Linked DNA regions of Anser cygnoides: region 2 is linked to region 1. The links are chromatin contacts, called in public Hi-C maps. All regions are on one chromosome and are shown on one strand. The core of a region is the stretch at or near the end of the contact, and the rest is flanking DNA. Distances in the headings are between cores, read along the strand shown.

Region 1 (6,063 bases), core at 2,355-4,854:
ATATTTGATATGTTTTCAAGAGAAAAAGTGATCAGACAAGTTTTCACATTGACAAAATGGAATGAGAAAATATTTTGTACTGATATAGTGATTTTTTTTTTTATTACGTTCTCACTACTAAAATATTTGAACTTGTATAACTGTAGAGCATAAGATGTCGATACTATCAAAATGGAAGGCTTTGGATAATTCTCATGATGAATAACTGAGTTTTGTTTTGCAAGGAATATGGACTTCTTGTGCTCACACAGTATTTAAGTGGCAACGTTGGAGTTCAGAACAGAAGTACTAATTCTTCCACCACTGAAAATGTGCTTCCCCTGATTAAGTTCTGTGATAAGACCTGTAATGAAGTCAGGAACCAGATAAAGATACTTTTCTTCAAAGAGACAGGAAAAAGTCTGTAACCCATTCTTTCTTGGAAAAGGGTTTAATTTAATGCGTCTTTCCACAACGGCTTATTTCTTAGACTGGACGGAATCCTTTCAAAAAACACACAGAAAAACCTTGTGGCATGTATCAAAACCAATTAATTTCTCACTTTCCCACAGGGAGAATTGGCCATTGGGCGTTTTCTTCTCTGCATCCCTAAATTGCTACGTCCCGACAAATCCCGGGATAAACCTCGGCTAATCAGATCACACAGTCTCACAGGTTTCAATCCTTGAATATCTCGTAAAGTTTACACCATAACACCAAAAGCTCCTTGACACCTACAGCTTAATTTGCTGCCATTGATCGCTCCACTACCTCATCCACTTCCACTTTAATCAGATAGGCTGCAGTGTCAGAGACCCACTGAATTAGCTACCTGTGGCGTAACCTTGAATGCGTAATACTGAGTTTTATATTAATAAAGGCTGATATCACCATGATGCACTCCTGAGACAGATATGAGATGCTGAAATAGGTGGGGTAATGGTGAACTCCACCCTTTCCATATATACTCGTTAATAACTGGTTTCCCTTAATAACGCTCTTCTAAAGGACAGACCTTTTCCTTCCCAGCAGCCATACATAAAACCCACATAAGCATAAATGGAGATGTTTCCCGTCAAAGCGTTGCTGTTGTGCCATGTCAAAAAGTACATCTCCATCAAGCCAGGGGCATGCAAATAGAAAACCTTGCATTGAGCTTATGAAAGTGAAGTCAGTGGGCACTGTCCTGCCTGTGAATAAGCCCTTGTGGACAAGATATTGCCATTCCCATACACGCCCCACTCTTTTCCAAAGGTAATCTCTTCAGTGAAGAGGAGCCAGAAAAGGACTTATGCCTGCCCTGCACCCGCTTGGGTTCACAGCATCGTAATGCAGAAGAATCAAGGCCCAGATTCGCACACTTTATGTTTTTATCATTAAATTCCTGCTAACTGGCCTACAAGTCCATCTTGCAACCTGCTTTTGCTGTAAATAAAATCTTTTTTTTTTTTTTTTCCCCTCTGCTATTGCCACACAGCATGACATTTTCTCTCAAGCCCTCCTAAAACTTCCCCTCCTTCTTGCTGTGCTAGCTTCCATATAAGTTAATTGGAGAGAGATCACCAGCTGAGTGAAGTAAGGTCTGAACACAGCTTTGTGTCATATCTCTCCTTCTGTCTGTAAGATAAAGCTGGGTGGAGCGCGGAGAGGAAGGAGGGCAGAGGGGAGCTGGTGTGGGGCAAGCATGCAAGCCCCAGGAGGGAGGTACATGTTACGGGGCGGGTGAGTGGGGAGCACTGGGAGGATAGTGACAGACCCTGGTATTTAAGTTACGTATGCAATCCCTCCCTGCAGGGAGACAAAAGAGATGGGGAGAGGGATACAGGGAACACCCAAAATAGAGGAGTGGGAACGCAGCACGGCATGGGGGCAACCTCACCCCATGCCTAGCGGTGTCCAGTTCAAATCCTGAGAGCTGTTCCACAATAAGGGAGCCAGAACAACCTCAGGGACCTCCGGAGAGCCCTGCAAGGCTCAGGAGCAGCACTGACTTGGGGAAAGGCGCAAGAAGGGCTTTGTACATCCCTGCAGATTAGAAGCAGAGGGGTGCCTTGAGCTGGAGAGAGGGGTTGTGGGCGGGAGAGAGGCATCTCCTCACACGGAGAAAAGCATTCAAGAGTACGGTGAATTTACCATGACTGGCCCTGAGGGCATACGTGGGCCCCAGGCCTGCCCAAAGAGGTGGCCCTGCCTCCAGGAAGCTGCGGCGGGAGGCCATGGGCTGAGCAAGCATGTGAAGGCCGGGTGGGCTTGTGCACCAGATAGCAGTAGGGAGAGTGGGCTGAGGGCATGGCCAGGGGAAGACGGGGAGATAATGAAGGTGCTCGGCCTCTGATAGACAGCTGTGGTGATTTTGGCAACATGATGCAGCAATGGAGGGATCTGCGGGGGGACAGCATGCGGCAGCCCAGGAGGTTTTGTCTCCTCCTGGAGAGGATGGGCAACATCCAGGTGCCGTGCCAAGCCTGGCCTTGACTCAGCACGGCGCTGGGTACGGGACACGCACCTGGCGGAGATCAGAAAGGACCTTGTGCTCATCACACAGAGAGCATTACAGCAGCTGGAGGGGAAGGCAGGAGGGCCAGATCCTGAGGTGATTACTCTGACCTTACTCAGTGGGAATTTTGCCTGAACAACAACTGACTAATGGCTCTGTGTGTTGGCACACGCATGACACACCGCTGCGTTTTACATGGGAGTTGTCTAGATTTATAATTAGTTTGCATTTGTCCTGGTTGCATTTTGACAAAACAGCAACAGACAAGCCTATTTTGTCCTACACCCCCCTGTATTTAATTGCATCTGTGATGCATGTAGGAAATGCCTGGGGGGCCTTGCTCCACACTACAGCGTGGCTACAAGCACACAATGAAGGATCGCGGAGCTACCAAACCCCGTGCTCACAGCTGGCCGTGGGCTTTGGCCGTGCTGCAGGGATGGTGGAAGGGAAAGTTCAACTCTTTTTTGGGTGACGGTATGGTGCAGGAGCATTTCCACCATCCTTGTGGACAAACCGGACACAGGCCCATCTGTGCCACAGTGCAAAGATATGACCCTGTGCTGCCTTTTCTGAAGGCTGTGGGGACAGCTGGGGTCTGTGGGGAAAGAAAAGCACCCAAATGCTGCCTGCTTACCCCAACAGCAGCTCTGTGCATAGGCAGACACCACCCACCACACACAGCATAGGCCATGAAGCACCTCTCCACTCAGCTCTCACGCCCCAAGCTGCAGATTGGCAGACACCTTGTCTTGTTTGTGGTTTAATGCCTCCTGTCCGCCACCACCATACTCGGGAAGAAATCCCTAAGAAGCAGTGTGTCTCCCATCTGGGCCTGCTCCAGGACTCCCAAGTCCCCTCCCCGCCAAGCATCTGTGAGGCCTGAGGCACACCTGGCTGTGATGGCTGCCCTCCCGAGCCTGCTTTCCTGGCCACATCTCTCCAGCCCCTCTGAGCACACGCTGGAGTTGCTGTGCAATGCTCCTCACGTGTTGTAAGGTGTTTCAGCATCTCTGAACCACCAGTAATAAAGGTGAAAAATAAAACTCTCAGCCCCGCAGATGTCTGCCACCAAACGTTACTGCAGAACTCATTCTGTTTGAGGCTGAAAGAATAAAAGTACGTGACAAGTTTTACAAGATGCCTATTATTACTTTGGATAGAGAGAAGAAAGGATTCCTCTAGCAGCACCTGCAATTTAATTACCTAAATCCAAAGGAGGACATCTGTGTGTCATTATCCAGCAACACGCTCTCCGTCAGGGATTTAATAGTAAGATACAGAAAAGAAAAATGCCACGTGTGCCAAACTAAATATTGGCTTTCTGAAACATAACCTTTTGTGATAACAACAGATCGAACCAGAGATTGGAGTGCAGTGTGTACTGCAGACAACCAAACAAGAAGTCAGATCATGATGCAGGACGGGAGGGTTCGCCTCCCTCTCACAGCCTCGCCAAAGCTGACAGGAACACGAGGAACGGCTGAGCCCAACGCGATGTTCGACCTGAAACCTTCATCAGCTCTGACAAGTGCAAGCAGAGTACAGCATTTGGCACCCTCAAAATCTATTTTGATCTTCAGATAAGATCAGTTTACTAAAACAAACTTAGAAATTGCAAAGCTCTAGTTGCTGGCTTAACAAATGAGACCGGTTCCAGAAAAGCTTTTAAGGGCATAGGTCAAGCACGCAACACCAAATTTAATAGCAGCAATTTAGGATGCTGCTACCTGCTGAACTGTTTGTAACCCTTGTGCTGCATGGCCAGCCAAAAGCAAGGCTGTTATGCAGACAACATACCATTACCTTGACCTGGCCAGCACTGACCTGCTGGGATAGCTCAGAGCCTAGGGTTAGGGGCAGACATTTGGGACCAAGAGAGCCAAAGTGCACGGACATGACCTCTCTGCCACCAAGGGCAGAATGCTGCTGCAGAAAGGCAGTTTGCCCTTAAACCAACACAAGCATTTCTGTTCCAAATGTGGTTTTTGACCTCATTTTGCTGTTTAACTGGCAACAGTAGCAGCGTGTTCAAATAAAGAAAGAAACAGAGATTGAATTGATTACACTCCAGGCTGGAGTGTAACACACGAGGGATTCCTTTCCAAGACAGGGAGGAATTCAGGCTTCCAAAATGACCAACCCAACAGTTTCAACTTAAGAGTCTTGCTCAGTTTGAGCAGAGGCCAAATTTCCTATCTAGCTTGCATGTGGGGTGACTGACACCACTCTGGTCTCATCAGGAGTAAGCTTTGGCATCACCATTGGTCTTACTGAACTTGCTCTGTAATCTGGCATTTTACTGAATAAGTGTGTAGACCAGTTCCTTGACTGGTAAGGAAGTTCACACTGCTTCTATTTCTGAAGCTACCACACATGGTAACTCAGTCACATTACAACAGGATATATAAATCCTTGCATACATAAACTCTTAGGGGAAAAAAATGCCATTACTCACTTGGATTTTGTCATTGTTTGACTGCTTCAGAGACTAGATACAGGTGGCAACAAGTGTACGTGCACAGTTCCACAAAAAAGGTCTTAGCCATTTTGGTGAGTAATATAAAAGACACAGAAGCTTGCATTTTCTGACCAAAATAATTTTGGATGAAAAATTACTCCAGCCTCAGAATCTACTTATATTATTATTATTAATATTAATTTATTGGCTTGTTTGTTTTGTCCAGTTTCAGGTTTTTCTGGACAGCTTAACAGATCATTTCTAAGATGTGGACCCATCATACAGTACAGAAATTCAGTAGTATGGTTCCCTCATTGTTTTCTGCTGAGCTGAACTCCTTAGAATAGTTATATTTTTGTGATTATTATTATTTTTTACTTACATAAGCCATATAGTATTTCATCACTGGAGATGTTTTTCAACATAGAAGCTTGGTTCTAGAAGAAAAAAGGACACAAATTGCCCTAAATTCAGTTCCTAGTGGACACCTGAAAATCCGGTGGCATCAAATGAAAGGCTCTAATCTGAAGCATTTATGGACCTTTTTCTTTCTTTCTTTCTTTCCTTTCTTTCTTGCTTGCTTGCTTTCTATAGTTTTGTATTCACCATAAAAGTAATTAAACCTCCAGAGAGGAATTCCATCTTATTTATCTATAAATACCTAATTATATGCTCGTATCTGCAGAGATACAGAATAGTCACCTACCCTAAGTGCTGACCTCTGTACTTTTTCAAGACATTCCTGTGCTGACAACAAACCTGTGCTTATATGAACATCTCTCTTGATTTCACTCTTTTATACAATTCAGTACCACTGATAATCAAACATAAATAAAAAATTAGTTTCCCCTCCCCTGAAAAATCTCAAGTATTTCAAGTGTGGATGAGTACTTTGTCTGGGAAGCAGGAAGACAATGTGTCAACAGACAAGTTGCCTTCCAGAAGTATTAATGTTTAGGGCAGAAAAACAGATGTGGCGATAAAAGTCTCACAAGGGCAATTCAATCCTGAAATTAAGTTGAGACACTCATCAGTTGCTGCATCTGCTTATTGTGAATAGTCTCTCCTGGAGAAATTTCATCAAGAAGAAGAAAAAAAAAAAGTAGAATATAGGGAAATAATCTCC
Region 2 (6,063 bases), core at 1,108-3,607, 110 kb before region 1:
TCCCGTGCTGGCTCTTTGGCTGGGGCTCTGTGTCATACAGACCCGTAGTTACTGCCCGGCTCTCGAGAGGGCTCGGTTTCCAGCACTGCTTTTTTCAGACCATGCTGTTTGTTGCCTGCAATACCAGTTCTGAGAATCGGTGAAATTTTAGGGTTGTTTCTGGTACTGCAGCTCCTCGCTAGTCCCAGGTGTTGTTTTTTTTTTCAAATGAAAGCTCTCGGCTATGTATTTCAAGTAATGTTTTGGTGTTCTTGCTACATGAAATATCATGGAAAAAGTGGAATTGACTACATAAAATGCTGTTGAATGTGTATGGGGGAAGTGAGCCTTGCTCTTGTTTTAACATCTCTTTTAGCTCTGGTAAATCTTGGTGTTACAAGGGCCAAGAGCTCTCTACAAGGTGGGAGTCATCTGGATTTTTTTGTTTTAGCTTATTGCTTCATTTTAACTGTAGAGCTGAAGCTTGAGATAAGCACTTATGCTCCAGAATGAAGCGTACCAGAGCTCCAAAGGCATTCATTCCCCCTGTGAGCAGGCACAGCTGACGTCCTGCTCTGACCTCCACGGCACCTAGGTGGATTTATTCACGTTTTAAGTTATCAAATGCCTCGGTGTGTTGCTGAGCTGCAGCCTTGGTGACAAACAGTTCAAGATTAACTACATAACAGGGAGGATTGCTTGAAGTCAAGGGTGAATAATATCATTTCACTCAGGATATCCAAACTGCTACTATGCAAGGTGCTGGCAGGGTGTGAAGTACCTGTGAAGGAGGGATCTGAGGTCTTTCCAATCCTGTAACTTTGTATTTCCCAATAATGTACTATGCTCTGATATTCCAGGGGGAGTAAAACATTTTTTCCTAGCATACAACTGTGATGGTCACTTCTGTGGTGTTTTATTTTTTTTGTTGTTTTTCTGTGTGTGTATGTAAAATTAAGTTGGTGTAATTAAGAAGCCTACGATGTACAGATTTATTACATCACTAAAAAGCGTGAGGATTTTTTAAAGAAATAACTACTGCTGTACATACAATAAACGCCATTTGTCTCTGGGTTGTGTGCTGTCCTACGTACCTAGTCAGCCACCCTTTGTAGGCAGTTTTCTACCCTCCTTCACGAATTTGACCTGTTGTTTAATGCAGACCCTCCACCTGCTTATCCAGGGGCAGACTCCTCCACCTACTGTCTGCCAACACAGTGGGTTTTTTCTGATAATCCGGGCACGCCCGGCCATACAAGTAGCCCTCTCTTGTTCCTTGAGAATTATCTAAAACATGGACAGGGTGGGAATCCAATGGAAGGGGGAATTGTGGAATCACTGTGGTTACTCATTATTTCATCTCTCAGTGTTATTGTATTATCCTGAAACCATTTGTAATTTGGGGGAGATACTGGGAGGCAAAAGGGGTGTTAGTGCATAGATCCTGTATGAAAGACACCAGTACTAAAACGAGCACTGCCTGTGAATAAGGTTCTCCTGCAATCTTTTTGCTGAAAAAATTATCTTCTAAATGAATACTTCCACCAAGCCCTACCAGACCAGAGGAAAACAAGACAAAACATTCACATGAAAATAGCTACAGAGGTGTTTTTTTGTCCCTCCCAAAAGTGAGTGTTGCACCTTCTTTTGCAAGGAAATTGTATGTTGCCTTGCTGAGAGTTACTGCCCACATCTATCTGCATGTTTATTTCAAATACTTGAAGTGCTTAGCTGAAATTCCCTACTGGTCTCCTGATAAAGTTTCCTCATTTTCCTTTCTGCTCTAATCTTGGGTCTTTATTTATTTATTTTTAACTTCTGTGATGCTATGAGGGTATGCTAGCAAAAGTGACAAGAAGCATCTGAGCTAAAAGCAGGTGCCGTAGTGGTGCCACATTCTGTCGTTTGGTTCATCGTTCCTGAACAGTGAATGAAAGGGATCTTCATTTTTTTTCGTCTCTGCTCCAAGGATTGAGCCAGGTATAACGCACAAGTTCACGGCCTGATGCTAATACTGAAAAAATATACATAGAAAGCGTGTTAGAGCTGCAGGGTCCAGGCATACAAGCACTGTGAACCCACACTGCTTTGGCTAAGAAACGCGCAGTTAACTCCTGATCTGACAACCACAGACTGGTTTGTGTTGGAAGGGACCTTAAAGACCACCTGGTTCCACCCCCCTGCCATGGGCAGGGACACCTCCCACCAGCCCAGGCTGCCCAAAGCCCCATCCAGCCTGGCCTTGAGCACCTCCAGGGATGGGACATCCACAGCTTCTCTGGGCAGCCCGTCCCAGGGCCTCACTGCCCTCACAGAGAAGAAAAGCAGGGCCACTTTTACACAGCACAGGCTTATCCCCCTTAAACGAGCACTCCGACGCTCAGACAACCGCTTTATTTATTCGTTTATTGATCCCGTTCACACAGGCCCCCGACCACAGCGGCAGCCTGGGGAGGGGGCTGTGCGGACGACGACACGGCGAGGACTACACCTCCCAGCGTGCCCCGCGCCCGGCCGCGCCGTCTTCCGCCGTCGCGTGGTTTCCGGAGCGGATCGGAACCCGGAGCCCGGATCCGATCCGGCTCGGGCCGTTCCCGGGGCAGGTAACGCCGCCGCCCCGCGCCCCCCCCACCCCGCGCGCGGACACCCCCTCCACTCCCCCACCCCGGTTCCCCTCCTCCTCCCTCATCGCTCCCCCCCCCCCTCCGCTCCCCGGGGGCGCTCGGGGCCGGGGCCGGGGCGGCGGCGGGGGCGGGCTCCGGGCGCGGCGGCGGCGGCGGCGGCTCCGTCCCCTCCTCCCCGTCCTCCTCCTCCGCCTCCACGCCGCCTGTTCTTTGTTACAGCGGCCGCGCCGCCGCGGCGGAGGGAGGGAGGGAGGGGGGCGAGCGCCGCGGGTCCGAGGCAAAACCCGGCGGAGCCGCTCCCGGATCGCGGCTCGGGCCCCAGCGGGAGCCCTCCGCCGGCCCCGCGGGCTCCGTGACGGGCGGCGGCCGTTGCGGCCGTTACGGCCGTTACGGCCGTTGGGGAGCCCGCCCGCTCTGCCCCGCTCTGAGGGCACGGGAGGGCCCCCCGGAGTGCGTTTCCACCTCGGTTGTGGCCACCCGGCGATCCATGCCCCTTTGTGTGGAAATATGTATATATAAATATATATATATATTTTTTTTTTTTTAATGTGAAAAATATGTAGAGAGTGACATATTTACGTGAAAAATAAAGGGAGTTCTCACTGGCTTTGGTTGTCCGTGCAAGGCGGTGTAGTTAGGTGCAGCGGGATGGGTGGCCTCGTGGAATACTTTTCTGACAGAAATGCTTCAAAATAAAGAAAAAATAGCCCTGAATAAAAAATCTATAACGTAACAGGAGATGAAAGGTAAAATAAACCCTGTGAAGTGTGTGCGCGGTGCCGCCGCGTGAGGTGGTGTGGCGCCTGGGTTAGCAGCCGGAGCAGGTGACATCATGGCACTGGGCTCAGAAGCCCACGGGGTTTGTGAGGTTTGCCAGGGGTTTTGAAGCCCACAGGTGAGAAGTTGCGCGTCTGCAAAGCAGGATCCTTAAACCCACTTCTGGGGTCCTTCCTTCCTTACGCTTTAATAAAGCAGGAAGGAGAAGACGACCCCTCAGGAGCTCGTAACGGTGCAAAGACTAATAGTGCAAGGCAGTCAGTCCTCTTCCTGCACCTGCACGCGGAGACGCGGCTGTATTTGACACCTAATGCCCGTTCCTGTTTTTTTCAGAGCACAGCAGGTCACTGTGCTGAGCACAGGAAAGATGGAGGCTGAATCAGAAAGTTTGCTCTGTGGAAAGTGAAAGCGCTTGCTACAAAACTGAAAATTAAGCTAATGCAGATAATAGCTGACATATAGAGTCTCCTCAGTGAAGTGAGGTACGTGTGAGGGACCTTGGCAGTTTCTCTCCATCACCTTGACCGGTATTTATGCCACTATGATTTCTCCCCCTGCTTTATTGCTATTCTGATCTTAGGGCTGCTAGAGCAAGATTGACCTTGGTGCTCTGGTAACGCTGCATGTCATCAATCTGCTGGTTGGGAAGTGTGACACAGGAAAGCACGTGCACCTTTGAAAAGCAGGTTGCACAGAGGTGCTGCTGATCTTGCTGCACAGTGTCCCCTGTGTATCTGAACCACTGACCGAGAAGAGTACTTGTTAATTCAGCCGTATTTAGGACGAAAGTCTTGTCAGGACACAAACTGTCTAAAAATAACTGGACATACACTTCTTGAAATAGTGCAGAGCATCCACAGAGCATCTTGGTTAGGAAGCAAAACACAACCGTTCTTGCCATCAGTCTATGATTCACTTTCTATGGCTTGTTTTGTACTAGTTACCTGTTTCATTGCGTATACTGCTTTCAGGAAGAGAGCTTTGGGGAATTTCCCTGATTTGCTGCTTCTGCCCAGCACCAGACTTCTGTATAAACGTGTAAATGTGTTGTTACGTGTGTTTAATCCCCGGGAGCCATAAACGGCTGGTGCTACGTTGGCAGCAATAGCCCCTTACAAGGCAGCAGGCGTTAGGAGGGGCTGTGCTGCCGGCGAGAGGAAGGATTTGGGAGGGCTATGCAGGGAGGCTGGGGTGCCCAGGCTTGTGTGCATCTTTGGACAGGTTTTTGTTGTTGCAGTAGCAAATTCTATGCCTTTTTTCAAACAGGCCTCTGCCAGCCTGGTGTGTCTTTGGTCATGTTTCCTTTCCTCTGTCCTCCTCCTCCTCACGGGTTCAGGCTCTTACTCTTGCCTGTTTTCTTCTTGACCAATGTCCTTGCTGTTTCTGCAGCCTCATTCTCTCTTGGACTTAAGTCAGGTTCTTCGTGTTGCTTTGCCTCTTGCTGGGGCATTGGGAAGATTCCTTATTTGAAGAGGAGAATTTCAAGGTTCGAAAAGGGAGAACTGTCTTCTAGAGCCCACTTGTGTGATCTTAGTCATGCATAATCACAGGCTGCTTGCCAAAAGTAATTCAGATCGTCTAGACATCGAGGAGCAATAAATAGTGCTTATGAGAGTTTTTAATACATACTGGTAAAACTGGTTTATAAAAGTGAATATGGATTATCCTTATTTTACAGGTGAAAGCAAATTGGTGGGTTACCATTTCATGGCAGGTCAGTGACAGAGATGGGATTTGATTTCCTGTTTCGTGATGCTTGTTACCAAACTGTACGTTTGCCTTTGGAACAGGTCTGTGATCATATCTGCAGAGTTTAGGTTCTTAAGGTTGTTGTGTTTATTAAATCAGTAATCCAACCCTTCACCAATGATTTTTAATCTACCGTGCAATATGATGTTGCTTGTTCTGAGGTTCCACAAGAGCTTCTAACACAGGGTGCAGAGACACGGAGAAATGGCTGGAGGTTGGCGGGAGGGGAATTGCTTAAGATGACATTGCCTAGAGAGAAGTGCCCGTGAAGCTCCGTTTGGGCTTCTTGCTAGTGACTTCAGCAGCACATGTAACAACACAGCAGTCACTGGGGGATTTTCCTTTTCTGTCCCTGCAGGAGCCAGGAGTGTGTTTGGGTGTGCTCTGGGTCAGTCAGCATCATCACTCCGTAACGGGATGTTTCGCTAATATGGTGAAAGTAAAACTCATTCAGAACTAACTTCGTCTTTTGTGTTTTGGCAGGTTTAAAAAATGGCTGAAGATGGCAGTGATGAGACTATGTTTATTTGTAAGTATTGGAAGGAAGATGATTTACTTCTTGTGATGTGACTTGTCTGTGCAGAACGTTTGAAATTAAAGACTAAAACAGACTCAGTTTTTATTTATGTAAAAGAAGCTCAGACAGCTTATGGGGGAGTAGAGAGAACGCTGCTAATTTTAAGCATACACGTTTTCCTGTTTCCGTTGGCAAACAGATGAAGAGCCCTGTGGATGTGACTTAGCAGACAGCTTCTTTGTGGCTGAAATAAGTGTGGTTGAAGGCTCGGGGCTTGCCAGGGACTAGTCTAAGCCCTGTGCTTATACTGCCAGCTTTGGCAGCCAGGGCTTTGCACGGGGAGCTCTGACCTGTAGCCCCAGCTCAAGGTCTGTCCCCCCAGCAGGAGGATGCGGGCTGGTTAATCTTTGAGGATGA

Evidence for each region. Hi-C and Micro-C count contacts between places; a contact is called where the count stands out from the background.
Region 2: a Hi-C map of liver shows a contact between it and region 1, with 14 times the contacts expected there. The contact joins the promoter of PRDM15 here to the enhancer-like site in region 1. A contact is called at or near these places in 2 of 7 Hi-C or Micro-C datasets (both in liver).

Annotation. Positions count from the first base shown.
Region 1 is chr1:117,185,147-117,191,209 of Taihu_goose_T2T_genome, reverse strand. No RefSeq gene overlaps it. Among named protein-coding and RNA genes, the nearest start is that of TMPRSS2, 41 kb to the right of the region's middle. Within about 2 kb of position 3,604, at least 2 of the 3 cell types and tissues checked have open chromatin away from gene starts, as enhancers often do. A contact at or near this core is called in liver, where this site is marked.
Region 2 is chr1:117,294,208-117,300,270 of Taihu_goose_T2T_genome, reverse strand. PRDM15 (PR/SET domain 15) reads left to right here and starts at 2,357. Exons shown (of 26, transcript XM_066979151.1): 1 at 2,357-2,582; 2 at 5,059-5,094; 3 at 5,613-5,658. The coding sequence starts at 5,622. C2CD2 (C2 calcium dependent domain containing 2) reads left to right here. Exons shown (of 14, transcript XM_048071475.2): 14 at 1-1,052.